Linked DNA regions of Ovis aries: region 2 is linked to region 1. Evidence: chromatin contacts called from public Hi-C data. All regions are on one chromosome and are shown on one strand. Each heading gives the region's core, a stretch centred on a gene start, on an enhancer-like site or on the middle of the called end of the contact. The rest is flanking DNA. Distances are from core to core; before and after follow the strand shown. Region 1 holds the start of NEK7 (NIMA related kinase 7). Region 2 overlaps NEK7 (NIMA related kinase 7).

Region 1 (3,491 bases), core at 560-3,059:
CATGGAGTCTTAGCCACTGGACAACCAGGGAAGTCCCTTGCCTACCTTCTTACCCCACGTTCAATTCATCTGTAAATCTTGTTGGCTGTACCTTAACAACATATCTGGACCTGAGCATTCTTAACACCTCCACTGTTAGCACAATGGTCTAAGTCATCAACATCTACCTGATCCTTATAACAGTCTTTTAACCATTTTAGTAGTTCCAGCCCTGCAATCTGTTCTCCACAGCAGAGCTATTTTATACAAACCCAAATGGATTTGGTCACCCCTCCAATGACTCTTCACACCCTGCTTTATTTTTGAATGAATCACCATTTGACACAGTATGCATTTATTGGCTTATTGTATTATTATTGCCTTTTTTACAATGTAAAGGCCATGAGATCAGGGACTTTGTGTCTTGGTAACTGCTTTACTTCTTAGAACAGTGCTTAGCAGATTTACCCATACTTTATTAGCCATTGAAATAAAAGTCTTCTACTGAGATCTTGAATTATTTTCTCTCTAAAAATAAACTTTCTAAATGATAATTCCATAGGTTTAACGTTTCAAGCATTTGAGCTATAATCTACTCATTCTTGGCTCGAATCCGTTGGTTGTGGAGCCAAACTAGTGAACAGGCCTAGGAGTAATAGCAGCTACTCAATGAACACTTCTCTGCCAGGCTCTGGCGCTTAAGCATTCTGCTGTATCTCACTGAATTCTAGTGTAGTACTAGTGCTGTGTTTAGTGGCTCAGTCTTGTCTGACTCTTTGCGACCACAAGGACTGTGCCTCACCAGGCTCCTCTGTCCTGGATTCTCCAGGGAAGAATACTGGAGTGGGTTACCATGCCCTCTTCCAGGAGATCTTCCCCATCAAGGCATCAAACCGGAGTCTCCTGCATTGCAGGTGGATTCTTTTCCAGCTGAGTTACCAGGGAAGCCCTAGAGACAGGTATTATTACTACTGTCCTCTTACAGAGTGTGACTACAGGAAAGGTGAAATAACTTGTCCTGCCAGGTCAGGGTTAACCTCCCAGGTGGCGCTAGTGGTAAAGAACTCGCCTTTCAATGCAGGTGAAGTTAAGAGATGCAGGTTCGATCCCTGGGTGTGAAGATCTGGTGGAAGGCATGGTTGGCAACCCATTCCAGTATTTTTGCCTGGAGAATCCCATGGACAGAGGGGCCTGGCGGGATCTAACCCTGGAGAGGGTTGCAAAGAGTCAGACACGACTGAAGAGACTAAGCAAGCTCACGCACCACCTGAGATTCAAATCAAGGTGAGGCTGACCCTTCCTAGCCCTGTCCCCCGGTTACCGAAGTAGCGAAGCGGCTGGATTCACAGTATTCCTTTTGTAGTTCCGTGTTCTAGGGTTCTGGGATGTAATGCATACCCCTCCACCCACCACCAAATCCTCCTAGGACCAAACCAGGTAGTTCACTTCTTAGAAATGTCCTAAAGGCCACTGTCCTCTAGGCTGGGATAAAAAACTCGATGATCCAGAAGAAAGCGACGTACCAATTCGGCTGACCTCTTGAACATTGGGCATTTAAAGTTGTCAAAAGGCAGCCGACCCCCGATTTGGAGGGAAGGGGGCCGGAAAGAGGGGACTAGGGCTGGGCCTGACCACAGGAAGGCTCCCCAAGACCCGCCTGGGCGCCAGCGGGGGACTTCGGGGCTCTGACGCTGAGGCCTGAGGGTAGTGGCCCAGTAGGCCGATCCCAGCCCGGCTTGGGGCGGGGCCGGCGGCTTGGGGCGGGACCGACGCCCTGGTGGGCGTGGCCGGCGCCCGCCCCGCCCCCTCCTCGGGGATGCCGGGATGTTTACACTCCTGACAGCCGCGGCCGGGGGAGGAGGCGCGGGAGTTGTGGGAGGATGGGCCGCCGCTAGGGTCTCGCTCCTGACGCGCCTCGCCGTGCGCAGGGTGGGTGCCCGCTCCTGCAGCGTCCGCCGGAGCGGCGCGGCGGGAGGTGGCCAGCGCTCCGGGCCTCGCAGCCACAGCCCCGGGCCCAGCGGGCCTGTCCGCGGCGCCGCCTGGCCGAGCCGCCCGCCCGCTCCGGGTCCTGCGCGGGCCAGAGGACGTAAAGCTCTCCGCTTCCTGGTGAGTCGCTGCCGCTGGGGTCTTGGGCACGCGGGCCGGGGCTCCGCCGGGTGGGGCTGCCGCGGAGCCAGGCGGGGAGGAGAGGTCGGGCCCGCGCGCGGCGGCCTGGGGACCATGCTTGGGGAGGGTCGAGGGAGGCCGGTGCGGGGCGCGCGCGGCCGGGGGGCTTTGGGCCACTCCTGGGCCGTGGGGAGAGCCTCGTGCCCCGCGCGGCTCCGGCGCCCGAGCCCGCCGCCGTAACTAAGAAACTCAGGCGGCCACGGCGGCGGCGCAACAGGTCTGGGTTTGGGGACCCGAGGAACTTGGCGAAGTCCCGCCTCCCGGCGCACGCTCATTGGCTGCGCGTCTTATTTATTCCTCGCGGATTGGCTAGGTCCAGCTGTCAGCAATCGGCCACCGCGGGACTGGGCAGAGCGAACTTCCAGGGAGAAGTGGGTGGTGGGAGATTTGCAGCCTGGCTTGGAGGAGTAGGGGGAAGACGACCGACCTTTTGGAGAAGGTGCTTTACTGGGGCTCTGTCAGGAATAGGAGACGTCAGAGAGAAGGACTGCAAGGCAAATAGCAAATGGTGGTGGTGCTAGTGGCAACAGAAGATAAATAAAGTCATTGAACATTGAGGCCAAAAATCAGAGACGAAAGGGAGCTCAAAGGAAAAAAGGAGAAAAAATGATAAGACTACATTGTCCCCAGTGTCAGGAAGGGAACACAACCTAGAGAAGGATGCTGCAGTGGGATTTAAGAACCCCTGTTACCTCTTTGCGGTAAACTAGGCCCTGGGAGATGATGTTTAAAACAGATGAGTCTTGTTCTCGCCCAGCTGTAGTTAGGGATGGATACTAAAAATAGTTACTTACAGTAAGATATGTTTCCATCCTTGAGCGTTGTTGGTGACGAAATTGAAAGAAACATTGCAGAAACGAAACGATTTTTCCTCTGCTTTGAGGCTACTGATCGTAAGGACGCAGTTGAAACAGATACCCATAGTTTGTAGAGCACTGTGTGCCCGCCATAATTAGAACCGCTGTTGATAATTCCTCCTCCAAGGAATTTGCAGTTTATAGAAATATGCATATTCCCTTCAGGCTACAGCTGCGCGTCTCACCAGGTTGCGTTACAGAGTAAAGGGCAGAATGTGTGCGTGATCATTCTGTAAGGGAGCTTGAGCTCTTGAGGGTGTGGTCGGAGAATGGCTTAGCACTTTGCCTCAAAAAATTTATAGTACCTTTGGGACAGTCTGACTGTGAAAAGGGTGAATAGTTAAACGAGATACAGTTAACTCTGTAATGCTTGCGGTGACTCCTGGTGAATGGACGCCGAGTATTTTTGGCCGGAACCCTTGATGAAGGCCCGTGCACCCAAAACAAGTTAACAGAAGACCTAAGGAATTTCATTTCCAGAGATCCAGT
Region 2 (3,491 bases), core at 314-2,813, 100 kb after region 1:
TTTTTAATCCCTTGAATATACCTACACTGACATCATTTTTCACCCAATGCCTTCTTTTAATTCACAGATATAAAACCAGCTAATGTGTTCATTACAGCCACTGGGGTGGTCAAGCTTGGAGACCTTGGGCTTGGCCGTTTTTTCAGCTCCAAAACCACAGCTGCACATTCTTTAGGTAAGAGACACAAGATAATTTCAGTTATCTGTCTGCTTCCCTCCACCCCACCCACATGATTAAAATATAAGGGACATATGAATTATATGCCAGCTCTTATCGTCTAAATACTATCAATATTTTAAAAATCCTTAGGTCCTGAGCTGAAACCTATCAGGTATAATGTGTCCATTCATATGACACTTGGACACTTCTCTTTGACCATCAGGCAGCCACTTAGTAAAAGAAAATGCCAGTGAAAAAATCTAGTTTTAACTGTTACCATGGACCTTCCCTTTTATTTTATGTTTGATAATATTAAGATAGTATGAAGAATAAACTGTATCTTGAAGACCTCACCTTACCATTTAAAAATGTTAGAGTAGTTTGCAAATTTATTAAAGTAGCATACATGGTTGTGATTACTCGTGGGGGGACCTACAGATGATTTGTGGCTCAGGAGGAAATACTCCCCTAAAGTGTAAAAGTACAAGTAGAAGACACTTGTAATTTATTGATTCTAGAGCTGATAACATACCCGTGTCCTTTGTACCTAAAACAGAACTGAATGTAGCTAGTCCAACAGTACCTTAATGTAAACTGGTTTTCCATTAACATAGCAATTATTGGGAAGAAATTATTTTTAGACTGAATAACTTAAAGGGAATGATAGTTTCTCCTAAAAGTTTTCAAATCATAGTTTCCTTGTAACATAAGACTTTGACAAAATGGTAACCATCAAATAAGAATTAAGATAAAAATAATTTGGCTTTAATTTAATGATGCCTCATCTTTGCTGTCATAATTTCATTGAAAACAATTGATTTTTTAAAATTAAGTTATTGTTTTTAAGTGAGAAATAAAAATTAAATGGTCTAATGAGGAATGAGTTTCACTGAATGACAAAATAATAAAACGAGCCAAATTAGGTGACTAGACATTTTTAAAGTTTTCTGACTTTTGTCGCTGAAGCTCTGTGAGACCTTGAACCTGTCGCTTGATTCTTCTGCATCCGGGATGGTGTGTGGCATATAGTCAATATTTGGTGGATGACAGAGCATTGGACCCTAGATTAAGGAGTTGTGGGCAGATAATACTTTTTCCGCCACACAGAGTTTCAGTTTTGTCTAGTACTTCAAGAAAATAAAATTTCAACTGATACTGAGTAGTACTGCTTTAGTTATTTCTTTCACTTCATATTTATTTTCATAGAACATTGCAATTTTGAGGGGGATAGGGAAATTTGATATAAAATTCCATGAGAACTGCATGAATTTGCATAGCACTTGAATAAAGTTTTATTTGGAAGTTCCAATTCTTACCATGCAAATAGTAGAGGACTTCTGTGAAGAAAACCTCAGACTGTTCCAAGCCAGTGCCACTGGCCCTCAGGAAAGATAACCCGTGTTGACTTTGTTACTCACCTGAACGGAATGTCCTGACAGCACTCTGTCAGTGATCTATTGTACTTACAAATGCTTGGTCATCATTACACACGCGTGCACGCACGAATGCACAGGCGTGTGCACTGTGTACATGCCGCTTTGCAGGCTGTCGCTCTGCACATGCGTGCGCGTGTTCCTGCACACGTGTGTGCACTGTGTACATGCCGTTCTGCGAGCTGTCACTCTGTACATGCTGTAGTCGCCTGACCCTGGAGACCCAGCATTGTCATGCGAAGCCAGGTTGGAAGTGCACTCCTTTAGCTCGCCTGCCACTGCTCCTTACAGATGCTCTCAGTGGGGTTCCAAATGTATACGCGTCTCTAGGTTTAGGGGATGTATTATTCCAAGCTATGTGACTTAGAGAGCAAAATTTTAATAGATTTAACAATTAAGAATTGCTAGGATGAGATGGCTGGATGGCATCACTGACTCGATGGGCGTGAATCTGAGTGAAGTCCGGGAGTTGGTGATGGACAGGGAGGCCTGGCATGCTGCGATTCATGGCGTCGCAAAGAGTCAGACACGACTGAGCGACTGAACTGAACTGAATGTCAATTTTTATCTAAACCAATTCACTTAGGGTCATGTAGTTGCATGTAGTTTATATGTGTGTGCACGTGTACACACACACACACACACGAATTGGGGATGCCCATAATCATAAAGCACGCTGAGGCACAGCCAGTGAGGAAGTAGCAATGAGACTGATTGCTTCGATGAATGAATCAATAGGAAAATAATTTATTTCCCAAGTATTTTTGTTTTCCATGTTATTTTGAGAAAGTATTCTTAACATAAGAAAGCATCTTGTATTTCTGCCTGTCTTTTCTGTGAAGTAGAAATTAATGGTTTGAAACTGAAGTTCACTAAGCAAAGTACATTGAATATCAAGAATTAAAGTTTGAACTCTAGCCCAACAAGGTGTTTGGACCCAATAAAAATCTTATGTAGAAGGATCAGGAAAAATTCTTTGCTAACAAAGAATATGTATAAAATAACAAGGATAGAAATTGTGACACAGACTTACGTTTGTTGACAAGTTGACCTTAATTTTTGCTTTTAAAAAATTATTGCCCTCCTGTGTTATTGACTTACACTTTTGTTTTTAAGAGCAAATTTGAAAGAGTGTTTTAAAAATAAATACTAAGGATATATGATACAGCACAGGAAAATTTAGCCATTATTTTGCAATAACTTCAGGTGGAGTATAATCTATAAAAATACTGAATCACTATGTTGTACACCTGTTATAAATCAAATGTACTTCTGTTTAAAAACTAAAAATAAAAGATTGCTTCTAAGAATTGGTTCCAAAAAGTACTTGAAAATGTGGTCACCTATATAAAATTATTTTGCTCCCAGAAAATTTGATAAACTATTTTATTGTATGTTGATTTTTTTTTCTGCTTTTGCTGAGAAGTAAATCTGTAGGGCATGATTTATTCACTGCTGCTGCTAAGTCGCTTCAGTCGTGTCCGACTCTGTGTGACCCCATAGACAGCAGCCCACCAGGCTCCCCCATCCCTGGGATTCTCTAGGCAAGAATACTGGAGTGGGTTGCCATTTCTTTCTCAATGCAGGAGAGTGAAAAGTGAAAGTAAAGTCGCTCAGTCGTGTCCGACTCTTCGTGACCCCATGGACTGCCACCTACCAGGCTCCTCCGTCCATGGGATTTTCCAGGCAAGAGTACTGGAGTTGGGTACCATTGGCTTCTCCGATTTATTCACAGTTTAGGTCTAAATATTATGAAACTACAAATAAAAGAGATCTGTATGTTCATAAAAGAAAATTCGAGTAAGTTTAGTTTGAATGAATTCTATTCTGGAGCTAAATTTCATTTAATTTTGTAAAGGAGATTTTCTTCCAGGAATTTAAGTCAATAGGACAGAAAT

The links. A called contact is a pair of places that touch in the nucleus more often than the background predicts.
Region 2: a Hi-C map of liver shows a contact between it and region 1, with 3 times the contacts expected there. The contact joins the enhancer-like site here to the promoter of NEK7 in region 1. A contact is called at or near these places in 3 of 16 Hi-C or Micro-C datasets (liver, mixed tissues and tail adipose tissue).

Annotation. Positions count from the first base shown.
Region 1 is chr12:76,479,484-76,482,974 of ARS-UI_Ramb_v3.0, forward strand. It overlaps NEK7 (NIMA related kinase 7), which reads left to right and starts at 1,810. Exons shown (of 8, transcript XM_060396775.1): 1 at 1,810-2,085.
Region 2 is chr12:76,581,933-76,585,423 of ARS-UI_Ramb_v3.0, forward strand. NEK7 (NIMA related kinase 7) reads left to right here. Exons shown (of 8, transcript XM_060396775.1): 5 at 68-175. Among named protein-coding and RNA genes, the nearest start is that of NEK7, 100 kb to the left of the region's middle. Within about 2 kb of position 1,564, at least 4 of the 54 cell types and tissues checked have an H3K27ac peak or open chromatin away from gene starts, as enhancers often do. A contact at or near this core is called in liver, where this site is marked.